Regions from separate parts of the Sus scrofa genome. Here region 2 is linked to region 1. Evidence: chromatin contacts called from public promoter capture Hi-C data. All regions are on one chromosome and are shown on one strand. The core of a region is the stretch at or near the end of the contact, and the rest is flanking DNA. Distances in the headings are between cores, read along the strand shown. Region 1 overlaps PLEKHA8 (pleckstrin homology domain-containing family A member 8). Region 2 holds the start of FKBP14 (FK506 binding protein 14).

The links. Promoter capture Hi-C pulls out the DNA fragments that hold promoters and counts their contacts.
Region 2: a promoter capture Hi-C map of liver shows a contact between it and region 1, with 3 times the contacts expected there. The contact joins the promoter of FKBP14 here to the enhancer-like site in region 1. A contact is called at or near these places in 1 of 5 promoter capture datasets (liver), 19 of 47 Hi-C or Micro-C datasets (alveolar macrophages, blood, embryonic fibroblasts and 8 more) and 2 of 2 datasets of contacts at active chromatin or transcription factors (alveolar macrophages and skeletal muscle).

The regions. Positions count from the first base shown.
Region 1 is chr18:42,862,423-42,868,283 of Sscrofa11.1, reverse strand. PLEKHA8 (pleckstrin homology domain-containing family A member 8) reads left to right here. Exons shown (of 14, transcript XM_005673281.2): 10 at 2,769-2,827; 11 at 3,269-3,399; 12 at 4,019-4,089. Among named protein-coding and RNA genes, the nearest start is that of PLEKHA8, 36 kb to the left of the region's middle. Within about 2 kb of position 3,378, at least 2 of the 83 cell types and tissues checked have an H3K27ac peak or open chromatin away from gene starts, as enhancers often do. A contact at or near this core is called in liver, where this site is marked.
Region 2 is chr18:42,900,331-42,906,191 of Sscrofa11.1, reverse strand. FKBP14 (FK506 binding protein 14) reads right to left here and starts at 3,092. Exons shown (of 4, transcript NM_001244527.1): 1 at 2,723-3,092. The coding sequence starts at 2,919. PLEKHA8 (pleckstrin homology domain-containing family A member 8) reads left to right here and starts at 4,989. Exons shown (of 14, transcript XM_005673281.2): 1 at 4,989-5,448. The coding sequence starts at 5,409.

The DNA of each region.
Region 1 (5,861 bases), core at 2,129-4,628:
AACACCAGGAATTGCTAGTGTATTGAAATTTGCTATATAATTCTTTTAGCTATGTATCTTTTTTTAAATGGAGGTATACTTTGCATAGAACTTAATTATTAAGACTCAGTGAGTTTTGACAAATGCGTCTACCTGTGTAGTCCACACCTCTATCAAGACAGAGAATGTTTTCATCACCCTAGAATGTTCCCTGTACCAGTCAGTCCCCAACCTATCACCCAGCCCAAGGCCACCATACTGATTTCTGTCACCATAGATTCATTTTGCCTGTTTTAAAATTTCATATAGATGGAGTCATGTAAGGTACTCTTTTGTGTCTGGCTTTTCCTCCCAGTATGTTTTCTTCATCTTTGTTACATGCTTTGGTAGCTCATTCCTTTTTCCTGCTGATTAGTATTCTTTTAAGTGATTATACTGCAGTTTGTTTATTCATTCTTCTACTGATAGACATTTGTGTAGTTTCTTGTTTGGAGCTATTTTAAGTAAAATTACTTGAAGATTTTTGTGTCTGTGGTACATATTTTCATTTTTCTTGAGTAAATACTTAGTGGAATTGTTGATTTATATGTTTATGTATTTAATTTCATAAAAAGTGCTTACACCTTGTGCATTTCCAACAGCAGTGTATGAGTATTCTGGTTGCTTCATATTCTCACTAGCACTTGCTGGTGTCAGTATATTTGATTTTGGCCATTCCTGTGTGTTTGGTGGTATCTTGTTGTGACTTTAATTTGCATTTCCCTGATGACTAATGATGTTGAGTACTTTTCATACAATTATTGGCCATTGCTATCTCTTCCATTGTGAAATCTGTTCAAATCTTTAATCCATTTTTAAAAGTTGGCTAATTTTCTCTTTATTATAGAGTTGCAATAGTTCTTCGTATGTTCTGAATAACATTTCATTGTAGACATACTTGCTCTGAGTATTTTCCCCCAGACTATGGCTTGCTCATGTATTTTCTTAATGATGTCTTTTGAAGAGCAGCGTTTTTAATTTTCATTAAATCCAATTTATCTATTTTATTTCTTTTGTAGTTAATGCTTTCAGTGTCCTAAGAAATCTTTGCTATCCCCAAGGTCATGAAGATAGTCTCCTGTGTTGTCGTCTATACTCTTTAGCTTTGATTTTGTGTTTATATTAATGATTCATCTTGAATTAATTCTTGTATGTGGTGTGAGGTAAGGGTTGGGATTCTTTTCTTTTTTTCCATATATATGGTTGTTTAAGAACCATTTGTTGAAAAAGCATCTTTTCCCTTTTACATTAATTTGGCAGCTTTTTGAAAACTAAGTGACCCTATAAATGTGGGTCTGTTTCTGGACTGTCTTCTGTTTTAATGATCTGTTGGTTTTTCCTTATCCTGATAGTACAGTATCTTAATTATTGTGCCTCTATAGTAAGGCTAAAAATCAGCCTTGGAATATAAGTCTTCCAATTGTGTTCCTTTTTTCCAAGATGTTTTGGCAATTCTGGCTCCTTTATATGTCCATATAAATTTTAACTTTTCAGTTTCTATTAAATAGCCTGTTAAGATTTTAATTAAGATTACGTTGAATCTGTAAACTAATTGGTAGGACGTTGACGTCTTAAACAGCATCGAGTCTTCAGCTCATGGGTGTGCTGTTACAGCTCTCTATTTACCGAGGTCGTCTTTAACCACATTTTACAGAGGGTGGAGGTCCTGTACATCTATTGTTAGGAATAAATTTGGGGATTTTATAGTTTTCTTATGCTATCATAAAAAAGTATTTCATTTTCCAATTGTTCATTAATAGCATATAGATGCAGTTGACTTTTGTACATTGAATTGTTTTTTTACAATCATGAATGAGTTAATTTTACAAAATGTAATTTTTATATTTATTGAAATTGTTATGTTTTTTCCCTGTATACTTCATTAGTGTAATAAATTACATCATTTGGGTGTATTTAAGCCTGCAGTGGATTTCTCCCTTCTTGCTATTTATTTTCTGTTTTTCTCATCTGTTCTTTGTTCCTTTCTTTATTCCTTTCTTGATTTCTAGCCAATTTATCAGTTATTTTTTTAGTATTCTATTTTATTTCTTCTTTTGACTTTTTAGCTCCTTATCTTTGTTTCTGTCTTTCTTTTGGTTAAGTCATGTATTTTTTAGAATTTTGTTAAATTTTCTCTTTGTACCCTTTTGTGTTAGTTTTTAGTTGCCCTATGCCGCAAAAATATTCAAGCTACATATGTAATTTAAAATTTTCTAGCAAGCACATTAAAATAGTAAAGCAAAACAGATAAAACTAATTTTAATAATGTATTTTATCTAACTTGGTATATCCAAAATATCATCTCAACATGGAATCAATGTAAACGAGTCAGTAATGAGATAATTTTGTTTTTTGGCACTAAGTCTTTGAAATCTGGTATGTGTTTACACTAACAGAACATTTCAGTTTGGAATAGGGTACATTGCACGTGCTCAGTAGCCACACATCTAGTGGCTACCATATTGGACAATGCAGCCCTAAGGATTACAATATGCATTCAGACTTATAAAGTTATCTTCACCTGCCCCTAGGGCTGTATTATAGTTACTCACTTGAGAGCAGACTAGTAGAAGAAAGCAGTAACGGTGTCCTAGAAAGCTTTCAAGCTTATGTTTAGAAAGTGATTTAAAAGCAAAAAATTAAAGTTTGTGGGGGGTAGTAAATCTGTTTAATTCATTGTTGCTATAAAACTTATTTTCCACTTGAAAAAAAATCCCTTCTTCAAAGATGTTTTCATTCTTTTCTTGTAGACAAACTTGGCCCCACGGTGTTTGCTCCTGTTAAAATGGATCTAGTTGGAAATATTAAGGTGAATATACTGGCTTATCTTTGTGTCCCTGTATATTTAGAGGGAGGAGTTGCATGAAATCTCATTCAGAGACAAATAACTCTTGACTTTTTTACTCAGCATGAAAAGCACAGGCCAGCCGTAAGAACATTTCTCACAGAAAAAAATACTTTAACAACAGTGCTTTTAAACCCTTAGAATATTTAATTCTAGCATAAGCCTCATAAAAACTTGCAAACAAATAAAACCCATTACTTTGAAACCATAAGGAAGGTGACAGAGACTTTTTTTTTTTTTGGCCGAGCCCACAGCATGTGGAAGTTTCCAGGCCAGCAATTGAATCTGCATACAGCAGTGACCCAAGCCACAGTAGTGACAACATCAGATCCTTATCCTTTAGCCACCGGGGAAGTCCAGCTTTAACATTTTTAACCTAAGATTGTTTCCCTCCTTTTCTTGCAGAAGGTAAATCAGAAGTATATTACCAACAAGGAAGAGTTTACCACCCTCCAAAAGATAGTGCTGCATGAAGTGGAAGCCGACGTAGCCCAGGTTCGGAACTCAGCTACAGAAGCCCTCTTGTGGCTGAAGAGGTAAGGCAGCTGGGGTGGGGCAGCAGTTAAAATCCCGCTTAGTTGAAATGTTGCCTCCAAAATCAATTGCTATACAAAGGAGACTGCTTTTGAGGGACAGCTGTAACTCAGCTGTATAAAGACCTAGTGAATAGAGCACCACCTTTTTTTTTGCCTCCATCTTGATGGTGAGAAGCATTGTTAATAGAATATATAAGATTGGTATCATAAAAGACAATGCAGTTGATTGGTTTGTCTTTAAGTCAGTGGATCACAAACTTTAGTGGCACCACAATCACCTGGAGGGCTTATTTGAAAAAAACAGAAATTGCGCCACTCGAAACTCAGAGTTTCTAAGTCAGTAAATCTGGAATGAGGCTTCCCAATTTTGCATTTCTGACAAGTTCCCAGGTGATGCTAAAGCCTCTGGTCCTGGGACTACATTTTGAAAACCACTGTTTTGGTATTTCAGATAAGAAAGGTCTAGAGAAAGCTAAAGGGAAATGACAGGGAAGAAACTCAGAGAGGACTGCTATGTGACTTGACCTAAGATACTCTTAAAAAGAAGCTAATGTCATTTCTATATACCCATTTAATATGAGTGAATTTTGAAAATTATGTTTCTTCTTTTTTGTTTTAGAGGTCTCAAATTTTTGAAGGGCTTTTTGACAGAAGTGAAAAATGGAGAAAAGGACATCCAGACAGCCCTGAGTGAGTGTTCTTTACATGTTGATTGGTTGATTGACTGCAGTGTGAAATGGAGACCCCTGGTGGAGGAGACAGGGTCTGCTTTTCAAGACTTGATTTTTTTTCTACTTCATTCTTACTAATGTTTATTATGATGATGATGTTTCGTATATGCTTTGTTAAAAAAGAACCCTGAGATAGTGACCTAGTAATCTAGATCTAACTTATTAAAAATCAGTATATCTTAAAAAAAGAGCTAAATTAATAGCGAGCTCTCTCTTAATCTTAATAGGAAAACCTACTATTTTTAAGACATTAGTTCTTCCTAAATTATACTGTGTAGTTCTCTAAAATCAATATCCAAATGGAAGCTAGTTTTGGAGGCAGTAAAAGGGAGGGGGATCCCTGGGAATCTGCTCTGAAGTGAGAGGAAGGGTTGGGCATCATCCCGTGCTCCTCAGGTTGAAACTAGGATGAAGGCCTTGGTCAAAGGAGATGGCCCTCTGTCTCTAGCACTTAATGCAGCGCCTGGAATGTTGAAGGTGCTTATTAATAAACATGGGTGGGTGGGTGGAGGGATGCATGGTTCATTGCATCTGTCAGGCCATTTTTGGAAAACATTGAGGACTTGGAAGCGTCCTTGTGGTGCTCCTAACAAAGTGACTGAGCTCTCACTTAGGAAATCCTTCCAGGATGAGCATTGAGGCACTGGCGGGTGCGTGGGTGGGAATGAAATTCCATGTGTTTTGAAGCCCTGTATTGTTATGTTGTAGAGAAGCACATGGTCACACTCGAAGCAGCCGTGATTATAAATAGTGAAGTGAATGAATTAGATGCTTCTGTTGGGAAGGAGGAGCCAGTGTTCACAGCAGAATTTTATCAGGGTCAGGGGTGGGTTCTTCCTTTTGTCTGTCCTCCCTCTGGGTCATGAGCCCTGAGGGATCCTGCCCTCTCATGATTTTCTCAGGCTTCCCTGTCTGGAAACTAGCTGAAGTGCCATGAAACAATAAAAGGTGTTATTTCTGTAATACTGTATTAAAAATTCAGACAACCTAGTCCTCACATCAGTCTATTTTTATAAGTTAGGTGATTGAAATTCTGCAAGATTTAGAGATATGCTAAGACCACAAAAGATCTGGAGCAGTGTCACTTTGGGATCCCTGCTTCCAGAGCCTTCATTTCTTCCACAAAAGTCTCTACCATCCCTGAGCTGCCTGCATTTTGGAGTTTCTCATCCATCCCTGAGTTTCCAGGGCAGTGTCAGTTATATTCTGCCCTTTGTGTCCTGATTTCAGGACTCAAAGTTAGACTCACCGTGACTGTTAGGACCCGCTGAAGCATCTACCAAACTTTACGGCTTTGTGGAGAGATTAAGATCTTGGCCTCTCAGGTTTCACCAGCGAATGGTATTGTGCCCTTAAGCAATTGACTGAACTTTTCTCTGCCTCTGTTTCCTCATCTATAAAATGGGAGTGATGATTTGATTTCCCTAATAAGATTGTTGTAAAGATTAAATAGGTTTATGCATGTGGAAAGTTTAGAAAACTGGTTCATGGAGTTCCCATCGTGGCACGGTGGAAATGAATCTGACTGGGAACCATGAGGTTGTGGGTTCAATCCCTGGCCTCACTCCGTGGGTTAAGGATCTGGCGTTGCCAAGAGCTGTGGTGTAGGTCGCAGATGTGGCTCAGATCTGGCATTGCTGTGGCTCTGGCGTAGGCTGACAGCAGTAACTCCGATTAGACCCCTAGCCTGGGAACCTCCATATGCTGCAGATGCAGCCCTAGAAAGGCAAA
Region 2 (5,861 bases), core at 1,843-4,342, 38 kb before region 1:
ATCTTAAATGCTTTGATTCTTTTAAGTCTAACAATGATCATATGAGGAAAGCACCACTACCACCCCATTATACAGATGAGGAAACTGAGGTTAAGTGAGCCAGTCTCAGACCTAACTCGGAAGTTCTTAAGTCTTAATCAAAAAGTGATACTGACCCAGGAAGGCCACTAGGGTGCAGAAGAGGGATGAAATAATGGAAAATGAGTGTGGGAAGGAGGATGAGAGGCTAAGGAGAATTTACTGCCAATACTGGCGGGTCCATGCTCACATGGACAATGGAGAGTCAAGAGCACATTGTCTTTCATCCTGCCGACAGCTTTTCTGATGTATAGCCTGCTGATGGCTCTAACAGATTCAAGAGACTGCTCTTTTCACAAACCCTGGCCCAGTTCTCTCCCTAGGCATTGACTCTGGGGCTATGCAGGGAGGCCTGGAGCAGTGGCCCCTCAAGGACTGGGGAAGAAGGGAAGGGTCAAGATATCCAGGCTCACGAGCTGAAGAGAGGCCAGCTGTTGAGCAACTGGAGAAGGCCTGCTGGCCGGGTAGTACATGAACCTGCTAGCTCCTCTTAGTGCAATGAGGAAAGGGTTCTATTCAAGGATCTCTTACAGATGAGAACTGTACCAGGCTTCACTCTACCAGGCTTCACAGGTACCATGGTTAATAAATGGAGGTAAAGACCATTACTTCTTTTCCTTAAAAGTAATCAAAGTAGCAAAATGGCAACAGTAGGAAACAGGGGACGGTCAGAAAATATAGAAAAAAATGAAAGAATCTACCACCCAGAAGCCTACAGTTTTGGCACACTTCTTGCCGAATCCTTCATGGCTAAAGGATTTAGGCTATTTACCACATAGGCTGTGGTTCTCAAAATGATGAATACGCTTTTTAAACTGATCATTAGATGGTACTTCTTTATAATACTCAGAGTTAGCAGTACTGGCCATTTACATGGAGGCTGCCTGACAATATTCCTGTCTTCAGGTACTAGAACTTTAGTAGCAGAGTGCTAATTAATATCCCGATGTTCCCACCGAAATCCACACAGGCTTTTGGTTCTGAGACCTGAAATAGATCAGCCTGGATCTAAAAGAGATCATACCAAAAATTAAAATGTAAAGGAAAGTTTCGGAAGGCAAATCATAATATCATTTAATGTCCACTGTGGCTCTGGCCTTGTTGACAAAAAGATAAGACTGTTGAGAAGTCTATGGCAAGCCGGCATCTTGGAACTTTTTGCCATTGACTTTAAAATGTCATGACAGATCAGATCTGAATGCCCAGTAATGGCAGTTGATCAGAAGATGAGGTCGAGGGAGTGCCTGTTGTGGTTGAGTGGCTCATGAACCCAACTAATATCCATGAGGATGCAGGTTTGATTCCTGGCCTTGCTCAGTAGGTTAAGGATTCAGTGTTGCCATGAGATGTACATCGCGGACACAACTTGGATCCCATGTTGCCGTGGCTGTGGTGTAGGCTGGCAGCTGTAGCTCCAATTCGACCCCAGCCCAGGAACTTCCATATGCGACGGGTGCAGCCCTAAAAAGAGAAAAGAAAAGAAAATGAGGTCTAGGATGGGCCATGAAGCTTTGCTGCTTTAGTTCAGGCTGCTCTTTCCACCTGGTGTCCTTCCTTCCTCATTCTCTACCTGGGAAACCTCCAGCCACCCATCTTTCAAGACCCACCTCAATTATGATCTCTCAGAAGGTGTTCTTTCCCCATCTCTCAGAGCATGATAAATTCCAGAGTCCGTGCTTCGTGAGCACTTTGAACATTCTGAACTTTACAGCTGTCTTCCTCCCCCCTGTACTCAGTGTCCTGCTAGAGGACAAGAACCCAGTCTTAGTCATCTCCGCATCCTCAGGGCCTGCCTTGGGGCTGCTCAGTAAAGATTTGATAGATGGAGATGAATGAATGGTGAGGACAGAGAGAAGCCAGATGTTTTAAATCCACCTAGGGTCAAGCACAGGGCCTAACATAAAGAAATGTTCAATGAATACTTTAGGGATGGAATCCGAGAATCAAGGCCTGATGGGAAATCATTACACTTACAAAACTTTTCCCTGTTGCAATTTCTTTCTTTATAAAACAGAAATAAGGACAGTGTAACCATCTGAAAATCTTTCACTGTAGGTATTGGATTAATCTTCCATAACCACACCCACACCCATCAATGAGGTCTTTGAATTTCTAGAAAGAAACAATGAAACAAATAATGTCCCTGTGCCTTGACCAAAATGTCACCAGGCCAAAAGTTAAATAGGTCAGTGGACTACTGTTAACATATCCTACCACAAGCAAATAAATAATTGTGTATTCTGCTCATGAAAGGGCTATGAAAAGTTTAATTTCACCTTTACCAAAGAAAAATGGAATTGAGTTATTTTCCCTCAGGAACAAGAGAAATGAGAATGCCTTTATGTCTTTTCCACTTATTGCCTATTTATACACCTAGATATTTCTACAGGATTTCAGAGATTCTAGCTCTAATTTTTACAATAAAAAAATTTATCGTTTTATCCTGACCACGTTTCCAGTAAGACCTTCAAAGGCCTTGTTATATAAGATTGACTTTAACCAATTCCTTTCCCCAAAGAGAGAAATTCGATATTTTAGTTTTTTAAAAGGGAGATAACGCTGGTACACGCTACTGTTCCTGCCCAAGAGCTGGCCTAAGTGGGTGGGTTCTTTACTTCTTTACCTGCAGGGTATAATTACTTACGTGGAGTGAAATAAGGAGCCGTCCTTTTCTAAGTAGCCTTCATAGTGGACCAGCATCAAATCCCCCCCTTTGGTCTTGCGATGGCAGATGAATGGCTTCTGGAGCACTTCAATCTTCACTTCTGGTTCAGGGATCAGAGCCCCGCTCGAAGAAGTGACTAACAGCGTCAGGACCGCGTTCCACAAGAAAAGCCTCATGTTGCCAGAGCAGGAAAGAAGTTCCTAGAAAAACAGAGAAAGGGCCCCCGACCTCATAGAGTTAAAAATGTAGTTGAAAGCTTAGGACAACAGCCTCTGGCAAGTTCATAACTCTCCCTCCCAGTAGACGTGGCACATTCACTACGGACAACTTTCCCGTGCAACTTCGAACTGGTTTCTAAAGAGTTAAACCCAAGCCCGGGCCTGACTGGCTCCAACCACGCGGACGCCTGGGCAGGGCGGCCTCTTATTGGCTAGTGGAGCTGTCTCTCGGGCGACTCTCGAACCAATGACTCTACAACCATGTAATTTACCACCCGGTAGCCCAGGGGAGAACCACCCGGAGTGGTCCCGGAGCCCGACAGACTACAGAATTCCTCTACCTGGCACTTTAAGAAAGGGGTGGGGCGCGGAGCTCACCGGAAACTTCTCAGGCAAAGTCACGGCTGCGGAGAACCTGGCTTCAGTGAGAAGTCGTGGACCCAGGTGAAACAGCAGAGGTTTAAGGAAAGACTCCTTTGCTCTCATAGTTGGTGCGGTCCCCCTCCCCCATAGTAATTGCTTATTATTTAATTTACGGTGCAATCGATAAAGACTTTAGCAGTGCTTTTGGTTTCACAAAGTGCATTCCTGTGTTTGACGCTCACTACCCTGCGGGTAAGGCAGATTCTTTTATTCCATTTAAAAGATGAGCATATATAGGCTAGGAGAGGTTGTGTCCTGCTTAAGGTTGTTGAGCGTCAAAAGCCGTTGAGCTCCGCCGTCAAACCAGGTATTGTGATGTATTGTGCATCACTGCATTATGTTACGGCTGCTAATAATTTATCATCTAAATGACCTTAGTGTAGAGAGTCAATAATAGCCTCTATCAAGAATAAGTGCAGACCATAGTTCCCGTTGTTGCTCAGCTAACTCGACATTATATCTGAGAGGATGCGGGTTGGGTCCCTGGCCACGCTCAGTAGGTTAAGGATCCAGCACTGCCACAAGCTGTGACATGGGTTGCAGATGCAGCTGGGATCTGGCGTTTCTGTGGCTGTGGCCAGGGAGCTTCCATATGCTGCAGGTGCGGCTCTAAAAAGAAAAACAAAACTCGAGAGAGAGTGCAGATCTCGGCCTTAAAGAAATAGTAATCACATTTACGAGTTACACAAGCTCAACTTAGTTTAAAATTTTTAGTTTTACATTGTTCTCATAATTTCAAAAGCAATACGTGTACATTGTAGTCGAGTTGGAAGAAACTGGAAAGCACTAGAATTCCCAGTTAAAAAACAGGAGCCACATTAAATTTGAATTCCAGATAAACGAGTTGATTGTTCTTTGTTTTTATTTGCTAAATCTGGCAGACTTTCACTAAAGAAAAAGAAAGAAAAAAGATTTCCTATGATACCACCATCCAGATATAATCCTCTGAACACCTTGTTGTATGCTTTTGTGACACATGCCTAAAACAATTAGGATCCTATTGTACACTGTTTCATAACCTGCTTTTCCACTGAGTCTACAGTTAACATTTTCCCTAGTCAAATATCCTTAGCACAGTGCTTTCTCACACTTTAATACGCATAGGAATCCCCTGGGAGTTCCTGGACCCATTCAAGAGTTCAATTCAGCAGTTTCTGGGCTTGGAGCGATATCCTGCAATTCCGGCAATCTCCTAGGTGAGGTCAATGCTGCAGTCGGTGGACCACACTTTCTGTAGCGGGGCCTTAGAGTTTAGAAAACGTCTGCTAACACTGCCACACACAACATTCATTCACCTCCTTCTGCCCTAATGGGCACCTCAATAGCCTTGAAGTGTGTGAGATCAATTAGCTTTGAAAAAAAGAATTAGACCTTGAGGACTAGAATCCAGGGAGCAGCCTAAGGGGTCCCGGTGATCCCAAACGTTAAGAGGTAGGTAGGATCCATCTACAGCACATTAACTTGGGACTTGCCCCAGTGGCCTCCCTCCTCTGTTCTCACCCTTTCCATAGTCCCTAGCCTGCGGGACTCCTTTTCCCCGCCGGCCTCTGCGGCTACGTCAGCGCGGCCGCCGCGGTTGCCGCTAAAGCCCGGAGTGGATTTTGGGAACGTGCGCGCAGGCGATGCACGGGGCATGCGCGAGCGGGCTCCGGGCCGGGTGGGTAGAGGCTTCAGGTGGCGCGCGGTGGCGCCGCCCGCGACCCGCCGCCCCGCTTGCGGCCCTGTGGTGGCCGCAGCCGCCCCTCGGCCTCACCCAGTGCTTTGGCCTCCTTGTGGACAGCGCGCCGGCCCCGCGGTGCGGGGCCACGGGTCGGCCGCGCCTTCACGTGTCCAGGCCGCCGCAGTGACCCCGCCCCCGGGCCCAGGATGTGAGGCCCGCGGGGCGTCCCCGCACCGGGCCCGGACGCCGGGAGTGGCCGGCTCGGCAACGCCGAGCGATGGCCCTGCTGCCGGTGCTCCTCGCCTCCTGGGGCCTGAGGCAGTGAGGGGGCCGGCGGGCGAGGGCTGAGGGGGCCGCGGGCGCCATGGAGGGGGTGCTGTACAAGTGGACCAACTATCTGAGCGGTGAGTGGGGGGCGCGCCAGATCCTTTGTCTGAGCCGGAGGAGGGCGGTGTCGCGACGCGCCTCCTGGGTCGGGGTCCCGGTCCCCAGCATTTCCCGCAGCAGTTTTGTCTCCCGTGCTTACAGACAGAGCCCCGCGTTGGGGCTGGGTGACAGCGCTAACGGCCCTTCGCAGTGAACGCTGCGAAGTCCTGAGATTTGGGGTGACTTGAAAGGCACGACGCCCTCACTGTCAGCGGGAGGGAGGCGCTGATTCCCGCAGTGGGGTCCTCTAGGAGTCTCTGGAATTCTGGCGGAGGAGCTGGTCTCGGAAGGTTTCCCATGAAGGTTTCCCATGAGTGCCGGCAGTAACCCGGCATTCCAGAGGGAAAGGTTCTTTTTCAAACCGAGTCCCCAGTGCCAAGTTTCCCTTGTC